Linked DNA regions of Mus musculus: region 2 is linked to region 1. A link is a contact called in public targeted proximity ligation data. All regions are on one chromosome and are shown on one strand. The core of a region is the stretch at or near the end of the contact, and the rest is flanking DNA. Distances in the headings are between cores, read along the strand shown.

Evidence for each region.
Region 2: a targeted proximity ligation map of pancreatic cancer cells shows a contact between it and region 1. A contact is called at or near these places in 1 of 130 datasets of targeted methods (pancreatic cancer cells) and 1 of 9 other capture datasets (embryonic stem cells).

Annotation. Positions count from the first base shown.
Region 1 is chr19:29,599,867-29,606,388 of GRCm38.p6, reverse strand. It overlaps Ric1 (RAB6A GEF complex partner 1), which reads right to left. Exons shown (of 26, transcript NM_001081319.1): 22 at 6,271-6,522; 23 at 5,380-5,571; 24 at 3,939-4,116; 25 at 3,609-3,797; 26 at 468-2,528. The coding sequence ends at 2,240. Among named protein-coding and RNA genes, the nearest start is that of Ermp1, 45 kb to the left of the region's middle.
Region 2 is chr19:30,109,849-30,116,370 of GRCm38.p6, reverse strand. Gldc (glycine decarboxylase) reads left to right here. Exons shown (of 25, transcript NM_138595.2): 19 at 1,071-1,183; 20 at 2,508-2,649; 21 at 5,587-5,698. Among named protein-coding and RNA genes, the nearest start is that of Gldc, 62 kb to the left of the region's middle.

The sequences.
Region 1 (6,522 bases), core at 1,034-3,533:
GCTCAAACCACAGGAGTAACATCAGCTACCTCAGACCCGGCTTTAGATTGTGAGGTGTAGTCAGATGACTGGGTATGGCCGCACATGGCACATGCTGTAAACTCCACCTACTGGGACAGCTGAGGAAGGGTTACAAATAGCTGTTCAGCTTAGGCAAGGCTATGCCTCAAAAAAAAAAAAAAAAAAAAAAAAAAAAAGGACAGGGGTGGGGTGGGGTGGGGTGGGGTGGGGGTTGTGGGCTCTAACTTACTCGTGGGACACCTGCTTAGCTGAGCGGCCCCCTGCTCATCCTTAATACTGCACCTACCACAGAGTCAGATGAGCTCAGTGGCACTCAGGTGAGACATCGGAAAGACCACTGCTGCTTACTATGCTACACTGTTTTAATAACTAAATACTTACATTAGAAACTGACTACATACAAAAGAATTGCTGGCTTTTTTTTCCCTAATGGAATGGGACAGAAGAAATTTCAGCTTGCTTTATTTATTTATTCATTTATTTTGCAACACTGCATCTACGTATATAGGAAACCTTATTCTCTATTTTAAAATTCAGAACAAGGTGGTGGTTTGATACAACTTAAATAAAAATAGCACCAGAAGGACCAGGTACCAATAACATATTTCACCCATCCAGTAATTTTATTATGTAAAATTATTGCACTTCTAATGTAGAAAGTAAATAACAGTAATTACTAAATTCAATAATTTTAACTAGTTGGTGAAATTTGAAATAATTTCAAAATAATGCTGAGGTTTCCTCTAAAAGATACTGCCTAAGAGGACCTCGTCTATCTCTCTAGTTTAAAAGGCAGGGATAGAGGGCTGAACTCCACTTCTAAGCTATATCTGCATTAGAAGAGAGGCTGTTTTACATGGTGGTACGAATTTGGTCCACATCAAATACATTGTTGTTATAAAAATAAACAAGATTTTATAAAAAATAACATTGCATTCCTTGTTCAAATTGCACAGTACAAATAAGCTATCTAAAGTAATACTGTTATTAATAATTAGAATTACATGTGATAGGTATGTGTTTAGTCTGAAGCAACTGAATATGTAGTTCTGCTTTCATAATGTATGAAAAACTAAAATTTAAGTCACATCTAGAAATACATAAAATATTTTTAAACTTTATAATAAAGAATTTACAAACTAATTTTTAGTAGCTGATAATACAGGATCCCACAGTCTATTTACATAAAAGCCCGTTTTTATTCAATTTACAAAAGCAATAAATAAGAAACTACATTAATTTGCACAAAACCTGTTCCGCCTCATGATCAGTGGGATGACCACTACTTTACAGCTGGGCCAACAAACCTGTCTTCCTCTATGACAACTGCTCATTTTGGAAAGAAGAAAAAGTCTTGTCTTTATTCCAAGAGTGAGTATAGTCATGCAGAATCCAGCGTAAAACCTTACACATTATAATACACGCATTAAAAATATGGACAGTGCCTTTGAGTATATTTACATGAATATTCACAAAAAGATACAGTTCTTTGATACAAAATTTAGTGGTGTCAGCATAATTGATAAGAACCCCCTCACCCTCTGCCCACATTGATCTAGTAGGAAATTAAGCTTGCTAAAACAGGCACATTAACTCACAGGTAAATAGCTTCCGTCATTCAGGACTGCTAGTCAACAGAGTACCAAAGCCAAAGGGTCTCTGTCCACTGACCCACACTGTGCAAGAGTAGGATTCAAAGGACCAATCAGAGTCCCGCTGACTCTATACAAGGAAGCAAACAAGTAGCTCAGTTACCTGATGAGCTACAGCACCTTAACACATATTTAAAAGAAAGTTAAAAACAAACAACCCACCCCACAAAAACAAAACCAGTCTAGACACACACTAAACCAGAAAATATATAAGCTGTAAGTAGTGAAAAAGTAAGCTCGCTTGGGGCAAAATAATCCCTCCTGTTAAGAATAATCCCTACAACTACCAATCTGTTGTAAATAAAATCAAAATATTCCATGTGTGCATCTATATACTGTTCACTACTTTCTATTGCAGCTTAAATTTTTCTTATGAAAGATGCTTTGATACCACACTTTTTTTTAAGGAGTCAAAGAGATTTAGAGGAAGAGTTCATTAAATTATAATACTTTACGAAAGAGTTCTGACCCAAGTTCTTTTACCTGTTAAGTCATTCGGCAGGCCACAATGACTCAGTTGCAAGCTGCTGTGACTAATACTGCCCGCTGTGCCGTGCTCACTGCTGTCAGGACACAGAACAGTCATAAGCCCCATCCTGAAGTGGCTCCTCCTCATCCGCCTGTGTTGTGTCCTCTTCTTTCCGGCTGACCACGTTGTTACTCCCAGGCTCACTCTGAGAGATGCTCCCATGGCTGCAAGAGCCTCTGTTCTCCTCTGCCCGGGGACTGGTCTGTTCAGGAGTCTTACCCACTGTTACTGGCTGGAAGGTGTCAGGCTGGACCAGTTCTTCTGTTATCTCACTGAGCTTCTGCAGTTGTGGCTTAATGATGTTTAAAAATGGCTTATATCCAGGGCTGAGTAAAGGGGGAAAAATTAGCTGTCATCTGCTATAATTCAAAAGACTTGATAGAGGGGCTAGCTAAGGAGATGGCTGTTAGTTGATAAAGTGCCTGTTGTGCAGGCACGCGGTCTTGAGTTCGATCCCTAGGACCCACCGACAAAGCTGGTGTGCTGGTGCTGACAAGACACAGATAGGATTTCTGGAGGCATGCTGGACAGCCAGCCAGCCTAGCCCAATCAGTGAGCCCCAGGTCCCAGGGAGAGATCCGTCTTAAACAACAAAGTCAATAGCTCCTGGGAAATGACACCAGAAGCCGACCTTTATCTTTTGCACATGTGCACAAGTACCAATGCAAAGTACCCACAAGCACAACTTGGTTAAGTGCACAATAAGAAACAAGGAACGAAAGACTTTAGACTCTAAGGGATCATTGCAAAGTATCTAACTTAAACTCATTTTGCAATTACAGAAAACCAGATCTAAGGGAAGAAAAGAGCTTCAAATCTATACTTGACTGCTGACAAGGACAGGACCTCACTCCCACCTGCTGCTTCTAACTGGGAGATGCTAGTAGCTGTCATGGAGCCTTGACATTTACATAGACTACATAACCTGTCTTTCTGAATACTTAGCCACAGAACTACCAATCTAAGTTCTAGCCTCATGACCACTTGTATGGCATAAATTTTAAGCCAGCATTATATGTTCACGTTATAAACTAACCAACATTATAAGCTATTCAATGGACAGTACCCATTCAAGAGCCTGAGTACAAATTGGTTAAAGGAAAACTACTTTAAAACATAAGTATGAAAGTATTTTTTAAGTTCCATAAACTTAAAACTGTCCAAATGAGTGAACTTTAAGTTCTTGCTTTTTTGGGACAGGTATCATATGCAGTTCTGGATGACGGGAAGCCTGCTATTTAGATTAGGCTTACCGCAAACCCACAGAGGTCTGCCTGCTTCTGCCTTCCAAGTGCTGGGACTTAAGGGATGTGCTACCTACCTGGCAGTTATAATGGTCCTAATGTGACAAAGCCATCATTCGCCAAAGGATACCATGCTTATTATGGAAAGCAGCATTCACTCACCAGTCTGTAGAGGCCCAGCGGTCCACTGCTTGCAGCCCTGATTTTATGTTCTGTAACATCTCTCCATCCATCTCGGAAGACTGAGCAATCCCAAGAAGCTGACTGACCACTGAGGATTCTCTGAGAATCAGGCCGATGACAACACACCAGTCCAGACATCCCGCCTCCATGAAAATGTGCAGCAAATAGCTAGACATAAAGCAGCAACACAAGGATCTGTATGAATGACAATAGCTGACACACACAAAGGGAGGGCAGCAAGTACGCAGAGGGATCCATCTGCACAGAGACCTCCGGGCTCTCTGTGTTCTCAAACTCGGAGACACTCACCGAAGCTGGACCTGAGATTTATGGGGTCCTTTACTCGCCAACTCCATGGAGATGTGCTCTAGCTCAGACTGGGTCAAGCTGAGGGTGGAGAAGTTTTCATCCACCATTGTCCAGTCTCCATCCACCACGGAGCTGCTTTCAGTCAGGTCTGTAGCTGAGCCAATGCTGCACTCATCCCCTGACAAAGAAATCGCACAAGTTATTAAGTGAGCTTTTCATTTCACAAATGAGTGTTTTCCCTTTCATTATAAATGTTGCTTTTAAAATGCTAGCTTCTCTTCAAGATTTCAAAGTAAAAACATTCAATCTACTGCTAAAATAGCCATTATATGAACAACAAAAAATTATATGCCTTAGGATGGGAAAATATTCTAATTTTACAATTAAAATTAATAGCAGTTGGGAGCCTTCACACATGACAAAAGCTTCACCCAGCAGTGATGATAAAATGATAGCCCAATACTAGGTAAATGCCTGGCCATTAAGAAAGCTGTTAGAAAAAAAAAATAATCTGGGCTTGTAATGCAGATCTGTAGTCTCAATTACTTGTGGCTGAGACAGGAGGACCTCATGTTCAAGGACAGCCTGTGAAAATGGAGGGGAGTGCTTGCTTAGCATTCAGGGGGTCCTAGGTTCAATCCCCAGGATTGGCTCTCCCATCCTCCACCAAAACAATGACAACAATCCCCCCAAACCAAAATCTGCCCAGTTACTATGGAAGATTTAGTATTTTATAACCCTATAGCAACAGAAATTGTTTCAAAACCTCTTTCATTTGTAATTTAATCATAACTACATAGCAGAAACTACTATACTGTTTTTATAAATGATCACATAATAAATAGTTCAGGCTTTGAAAGCTAAGAGGTAAAATGAGGGACATTATATTTAACAATGAATTCTTTCATAAGCTTTATTAATGAAATAAAAACTAGTGATAGAAGTTTGATTTTATGACAAAAGTCTACTTATTCTAAAAATAGAATTCCTTTTAACATTTTAATGTTAACTGGATTTCAAAGATAGTATTTGCTTATCAAAATTAATTGCAAAGGGCCAGCAAAACAGCTCAGAGGGTAAAGGTGCTTGCTACCAAACCTGACAGACAAGCGGAGTTTTATCTTGGAAACCTACAAAAAAATTAGAAGGTTTCATCACACAAAGTTGTCCTGACTTTCATATGTGTACTCTTCTACACTGATAAACATTTTAAAACTTGATTGCAAAGATTTATTAAATGTTTACCTGTATTTCATATATCTAAAATAAATATGCTAAAGCCCAGGCAAAGCCAATTTGTCCTTATTTTCCTATGTAGGCAGATATTTAATGGCTAATTCTTTAGGAAAGAATGATGCTGTACCTTAGGATGCTATGGTACAATCGTTTCCCAAACAAAACTCAAGAAGAGCTACAACTTGTTCCACTGTTAGATAAATACCTTTATTAGATAATGGAGACAAGAAAGCATCTTGCATTTGTGGTCCAGGAGATGAGGCTCTGTCTGTGTCACGATGGGTGGGACCAATGTTGCTGAGCCAGCTCTGACTTCGTTGGATGTTAGAGATGCCAGCGTCCATCTCAGGGGTAATAAAAGGGTCAGCTGACTGAGACTTTAACATCTGCTCTCCCACTGCATGGTAAGTCCAGAAGCAAAAAAGGTGTATTCAAGATGCTCTCGCTGCAATTCACAATACTATCTGTTCAAAGCCAATTGTCATTGTATACTGTTTCTTTTATCCAAAACTAGGGATGTGAACTTACAGAAGAGACTCTCAGAAACTCTTCCTGTAACTAGGCCACACTGGAGTCTTCTGATTTGAATGACTCGCCTTGACTCTTAAGATGACCTAAAGTTCCTAAACACCATAATAAAATGGTTTTGTTTGAACAACTAGAATCTTAATTAAATATCGGATTGTTTTTAACTCAGTTTGGCTTTGTCCTCTCCAAGTTTAGGAAAGGACACAGATGTCAAGGTGATGGTAAATGACGACAGCACACTTTATTGGCGGCTCCTGACTAACTCATGCTAAATTTGTTACCACAATAAGGTAAATGTAGGAGTTTCTACATTCATTTTCAACCTGTTTACAATTTATTATGATTAGATTTGTGAGCTAAACTTCAAGCCAAAAAGACTTAAGAAAGATTAGTTTCGACTTCATTTATATCTTTGGTCAACTGGGAGCTATTCTAACTGGTGTACCACAAATTGGCTTTTATCTGCTTACATTTGCAATGAAAAGAGCTCCTTGAATGTCAACCAATGATAACATGTCCAAATATCTAAAATAAATAATTTTGTAAACACGTCTCAAGTCTACATTACCTGCTCGGCATTTCCCATTTTTGAAAGGGGAACTTATGGAAGAGGCTGGGATAATGGGAAGTGGCCACAGGAAATCCTTGTGAAGTCTCTTCAGGGCTACTACAAAGTTGTCTACACGGGCAGCTCGGGTACGTTCTTTGCAAAGCCAACTGATCAGTTCAAAGCCTAGCTGGGCTGCAAAGCAGCCAAGGTCCTTTAAGCGCACCTCTTCTAGGAGGCGCCGCGCATGTCTCCACAGCATCATGTCAATAT
Region 2 (6,522 bases), core at 1,836-4,335, 510 kb before region 1:
GGAATATAGAGTTTTCTTTTTAATTTTTTAAAGGTTAATTTTATTGTGAAACCAAGCAGCTTATATTGTCAGGAGTGCCATTCCTCCGGGGACATGACCTGGCAAGTTCTCAGTTCCCTAGATGATGGAGTTTTAGAACCAAGTTCTGGGCAGCCATTGGTAGATGCTCAGTTCCCATGGCCCACTTTACCTGGGGTTTTTAACATCATCAGGACCTCCAGGGATTCAGTCCTGCCTTCCTCGGTTGCAGGAGTGACTGCCAGTGAACAACTGCCTCCTTAACTTTTTCCTTCCTTCGTTTGAATCGTTTGATTCCGTTCATAAGTGCAGTCCAGGGGTCGTGCTCTGCTTCAGCAGCAAACGTGTCTTTCCACCTTCATCGGCGGCTGGATTCCCAGTTGAATAGCGCAGCTAGGTATCTGTATTGTCTCAGGAAAATTGGCAGCCTCACTCCCTCCTCCTCAGCCCAGCATCCTCTAGGACCCAGAGTCTAGGTGCACATAATAAATACCCAGCCTTGAACTGGCCAGGGAAGGTGGTGCTGATCCTGTAAAAGCTGCCTGTTCCATAGAGTGAACACATTGCAGCTCAGGGTTAGTAGTGCTGCCTCTCCTTTCTCCTAAGGTAGATATTTAGTTAAGGACTGCCCCAGCGCGTGTTTTTAAATCTGAATAGGGCTAAAGGTTCAGTTTCCATTTCCAAAGAAACCACAGTCACTTTGACTGTGGAATGCCAGGTTGTCTACAGAATCTTTTAGGAACACCTTTTACGGTAAATATTTAAGTTTGTGTGTGTGTGTGTGTGTGTGTGTGTGTGTGTGTGTGTGTGTGTGTGCATGTGGAGGTCAAAGGAGAACTTGCTGGAGTGGGTCTTCGGGATCAAACTCAGGTAGTAAAACTTAGTGTCAAACGCCTTTACTCACTGAACCAGCTCACCGGCCCCTAGGAAGCTTTTCTGTGGGCTTTATGGGTGTGGCTCTGCTGCTCCTTTCCTGGGGAGACAAACAGCCCAGAACAGCATGTCCTTCCTGCGTGCTAGGAAGTTGACTTTCGCTCTTTCCCTTTGGATAGGTGGGAATCTGCCGCCCTGGGGACTTTGGGTCAGACGTCTCTCACCTAAATCTTCACAAGACCTTCTGCATTCCCCACGGAGGGGGCGGTCCTGGCATGGGGCCCATCGGAGTGTGAGTTGTGGGGTGCTGGCTTCGGGATTGTTTAGAAAGCAGCATGCATGGCCCAAAACTTCTTATTCTTCCTATCCGAGTCTTCAAGTCCGAGGAATTAACCTTCATGTCTAGTGCACTTCCAGCAGCTGGATGCACAGCTGGAGTGTTTTAGATTAGGTCCAAAGAAAAAACGGTATTCACTTAGTAACCATGGTATCCACTCAGCCTCTCTGGGCTCCGAGAGCATGCTTGTTAAACAATGAGCAGGAAGCCGTTCTAAAGTATAAGGGGTCAGAGCTAGAATGTTAGTACCTGTGTCATGGATTTGACCGCACATTTCCAAGAGTTATTTATTTATTTATTTATTTATTTATTACACTTTTCCTTAAAAAAAAAATAGCTTATAATTGCTGGGTGTGGTGGCACTTGCCTTTATTCCCCGCAGTCGGGAGGCAGCGGCAGGCAGATCGTTGTGATTTCAAGAGCAGCCTATTCTACAGATCAAGTCCAGGACAGCCAGAGCTGTTACACGGAGAAACTCTGTCAACACAACAAAACCAAAAAAAAAAAAAAAAAAAAAAAGCTTATGACAATATTGAGAGTGATTTAGTTGGAAGGCAGACAGCGAACTCCATTTAGGTTTAATTTTCATCATGTCTTTGATGAATAAGGTGGAAACAAATTTTATTACCAGAGGTAACTGGTTGACGTCAACATGGATGACGGAATATATTTTAGCTGTTGATCGTTTCCTCGCTATAGTAACAGCATTATCCAGAGCTCCTGGAGTTTTCAAAATGTGTGGTGGTGATCGGGGCAGGGATGTGTTTAGCGTTGCTGGGAGCCCGGCTGTCTTTTCCTTTTGATCTATATTACGTATAGCTAATGAGTGTCCCGGGTGGTTCAGAGGGTGCATAGTAGGGCAGTGTTCGTGGGTTAGGCTCCAAGTGGAGGGCAGGGGCATCAGATCAGCAGCCTGCCGTAGCCAACAGATAGCTTGAAGGATGCAGGTTGCTATGAGGAGGCTGTGTGGGGCTGCCGCTGCCAAGTTGTCCACCACAGTCCTTGGAAGCTACTAGAGGGGAGGGAGGAGAGGGAGGAAGGGAGGGAGAGAGGGAGGGAGGGAGGGAGAGAGGGAGGGAGGGAGAGAGGGAGGGAGGGAGGGAGGGAGGGAGAGAGAAATGAATTGAGAGAATCCACCTGAGTTGCTTTCTGGTAATTTGTCCCCTACAAGTGTCATGTCCCTACCACCATGAGTGTTCAGAGCTCCTAGAGACGGTGGCCACTTGGTTCAGTTGCGTCTTTTCCGCATCATTTCAATGTGCGCTTTAAACCAACACAGGAAGAAGCACCTCAGCCCCTTTCTGCCCAGCCACCCCGTCATTTCCATAAAGCCAACTGAAGGCACCTGGCCCGTGGGCACTGTCAGTGCAGCCCCGTGGGGTTCCAGCTCCATCCTGCCCATTTCATGGGCTTACATTAAGGTGAGCTTAAGAACACGCGTGACTGTGGGGCGGTGGGACTCACTTTCTCAGAGGGGCCAAAAATGAAATCTGTGACCTGAGAAGGGACCCAGGGGACAGTGCTGATGACTGGGGTAGAGGGAAACCTTCTAGAAAGAGCCACCCAGAACTGTTTCATCTGTTTCTTTGGGCTCTCATGATGGCTTTACATTTTTTCCAGACATGATTAAGTTCCATGAGTCATGCGGCTGTTCTGGCTGCGTCATTTGGTTTCCTGTTGGGTACACACAGCTCCATGCAAGTGAAAAGCACTGTGCGTGGTCATCGTGACGCTTTGCTGCGATCCTGGGGTACAGGATAGTGTGCATTTCTTGGCAGCACGGAGGATGAGATATGATGTATCGAGAATTTGGGGGTGGTTCTAGAACCCTGAGCAGTCTCAGGACTTGGGGAACTGTGATTTTAGGGGTAATTGAGCTTGACCGAGAGAGTCGGCTTACCCCCCTTGTCCTTCTCCACGGAAATATTCAAGCCGGAATTGATTTTATGCAGTTCTTGTTCAGACTGGCCTGCCCACGTCCTAGGGTCCAATCTGTGAATAGGCACTCTTGCTAGGTTGTTAATTAGAGCAGCCTTTTCATACCAGTGGCTCTTGTTAAAGAAAGGGTAGCCTCGAGTGAGACAAAATCGCAAACTCAACTATACAAATTGTGCTGGGTAATTGTGGGGCTTGCTCTGTTTGAATGCGATGACATTTATGACTCTTCTTTAGAAGATTGTTATTTTCTATTTTGAGACCCAGTCTCCTTATATAGTCCAGTCTGGATACAAGCCTATGATTCTCTTGTATCAGCCCCCTAAGTGTGGGACTGACTATAGGCATGGATGGTCATGAGACTGCCCGGTATTTATGACTTCTTTTTACGTAATAGTTTGAGACTTTGTTTATTGTATGTTTATGGATGTTTTGTCCGTTTATATGTCTGTGTACTGTGTCTATACAGTGCCTTTTGGGTATATTAGATTGCCTGGGATTGGAATGGCACATTTAGGTATTAGCCACTGTATGGGTCCTGAAAACAGGAAGAGCAGCCAGTTTTTTTAAGCACTAAGTCATTTCTCCAGTCCCTATAATTCTTACTTTATTTTTGTTCCCCCCCCTTTTTGGTTTATTTTTGTTTTTGTTTTTGTTTTTGAGACAGGCGTCTTTGCGCTCCTAACCCAGCTGCGTCTGTCTCCCGAGTCCTGGCCTTCCCAGCATGCATCTCATTCAAGCATGCCCAGCTTCATTTATGATTTTTAATGAAAAGTTTATTGGAAGCAAAGGCAACAGTTCTGTGCCCTGGAGCCTTGAAGCTGCCTTTGAAATGTTGTGCAAGTCGTTTGCAAATTAGAGGAACACGCCCGAAGAGAATGAAAATTGTCTTCTTTGCAAACAACCAAACCCCCAGTTCCCTTTGATCCATGGATCCTGTAAAATTGGGCTATTTGTACGAACAAATTTGGTCTGGAGATGGTTTCTTACATATAGAAAGTAAAGTCCCTAAGGCTGTTTTGGTCATAAGCCCAGAATACCAAACCGAGCATGAGTGTTAAAGCTAAGTAAGTAGTGTTTGTTTGAGCCTTATCTTATTTCAGGCTATTACTTCTCCCATAGACACACTGGGTGGAGCTTCTTCATTATCCTCTGCACCCATTGTGGATACTCTCTCCCCGATGCCCCTGAACCCCTCCTGATGTCCTTCTACTGTCACTGCCTGGTCTCACCAGCATGCGCTTTGGCCCCATCCCACTGAGAATAAAACCCAACTGATGTGTCCTTGTGCTTGGAGCCACCATCATGTAGGAAGGGAAGTGGGAAGTTGGCTGGGCCATGTCCATGTCAAAGCAAAGACTTAGGACTTGAGATCCTAATCCACGCTGCTGCGGTGACTCCCAGATGACAGTCATGTGCCTTTCCCACTGTAAGCTGTTGTCAGTCCTCTCACTCGGCACTCCCCAACACCCTATTCCCAGACCCAACCTCCCCTCATTTGCTTGTTTTCAAGGTTCTGGTAGAGTTTACCATTCACTTTCAGATGGCTCACTAGGGTCACATTGCTCTCTCTTCACTTTGAACTTTGAACCGCTGTTTTGTTCAGTTGTGTGCTTGGATGTGAGGTCCCTCAGTCATGAACACTGGTGTAATCTTGATTTTTAAACCCTTTGCCCTTCATGTCCTTCACCCTGTATGATGGCAAGGACTCACCACCAAAATAAGAAAAGATTGAGGCTGGCAGTTGCTATACACAAACATGAACAACATTTACATTCCTCATTGTGGGCAATGGAAAGGCTAACCACACAAAATTGATCTGGTGGACTTTGGCCAAGATCTCATCAGATTCCTCAAAATTCTCATTACATCTTAAATTCACATAAATGAAAAATACACATTACAACATTTCTAAGAACAGTTCTTTTTTTCTTCTCTTTGAAGAGCAGTAGCAGGCAGTCAGCTGTGCCCTACTTTCAGGCTTTGTTGCTATGACCCCGCCCCCAAAAAGAAAAATAAGTAAAATTAGCATTGAAAGAAAAAAAAATTTTCAGCCGGGCGTGGTGGCGCACGGCTTTAATCCCAGCATTCAAGAGGCAGCGGCAGGCGGATTTCTGAGTTTGAGGCCAGCCTGGTCTACAGAGTGAGTTCCAGGACAGCAAGGGCTAGACAGAGAAACCCTGTCTCAAAAAAACCAACCAACCAACCAAACAAACAAAAGCAAAAAACAAAAAAAGAAAAAAAATTCAAGTGTGGAGGAGACTAACAGATTTCCTTTCTGGAATTTTCCATTCGTTTTTAATCTGCAGCCATGCTGAAATGGTGAGCTCACCATTGAACAAACTGATCTGGGGGATCTGTTAGTGTCTTGACTTTTACCTCATCCACTCAATGGCTGCTGGCTCCTTTTCTCTTTGCTGCAGATGATGGGTGGAAAGGGCCTCAAAGAAGCCACAGAAATCGCCATTCTAAATGCCAACTACATGGCCAAACGACTAGAGAAACACTACAGAGTCCTCTTTAGAGGTGCAAGAGGCAAGTATCTCTCTCTCTCTCTCTCTCTCTCTCTCTCTCGTGTGTGTGTGTGTGTGTGTGGTTCCTATGTAACTATGCTAGATATAGATGTGATTTTGAAAGGTGAGAGGGATGCTTTAATTTCTTAGAATATACAAAAGTGTAGAATTTTTGAAAATACAGCCAACTTACTCACTACTATGTACAAAACTATCCTCCCCTAGTCTACACAGCCTAGTTCAGCAAGGGGCCTACACCACCCAGAGAGATGTTCACATAAACATCATGAGCCAATCATGCACAGGGTGTCGTAGAGATGCCTGAAACCGTGGAGCCACTTAGAGCAGGCAGAGTCAGGGTGGAGTAGTTTGACAAAGGAGGCAGTTATGACGATGCAAGTATCATGCAGTTATATGAGCGAACATACACGGGAGCCAGCCAGGTAAGGAGGAGTTACCCGAAGGGGGTGCTTGAGGTGGGGTAGGAAGAGAGAGGGCCAGAGAGAGAGGTTAAAAAGACAGCTTGGTACCTGGAAGGTCTTGGAAGAATCTAGACTTAACTCCTGAGCCAGTTATAGCCATTAAAGGTTTCCTAGCTTGAGGAATGACATGATCAGATTCATTAAAAGGCCGTGAGATGGACAGGTTCTTGGAAGTATAATTAGCTGGACATAGTTGCTCCTTAGTGCAGTGCTAGGTAAACATTTAGTCTTACATTGGAGGTGCTAAAGGGTAGGAGAAAAAAGTAAACCCAGAAGTGATAGGATGTGATGAGAGTAAGAAAGAGGGAGGGGCTAGAAAGATGGCTTAGCAGTTAGTTATTGTTGTTACAGAGGACCTGAGCCA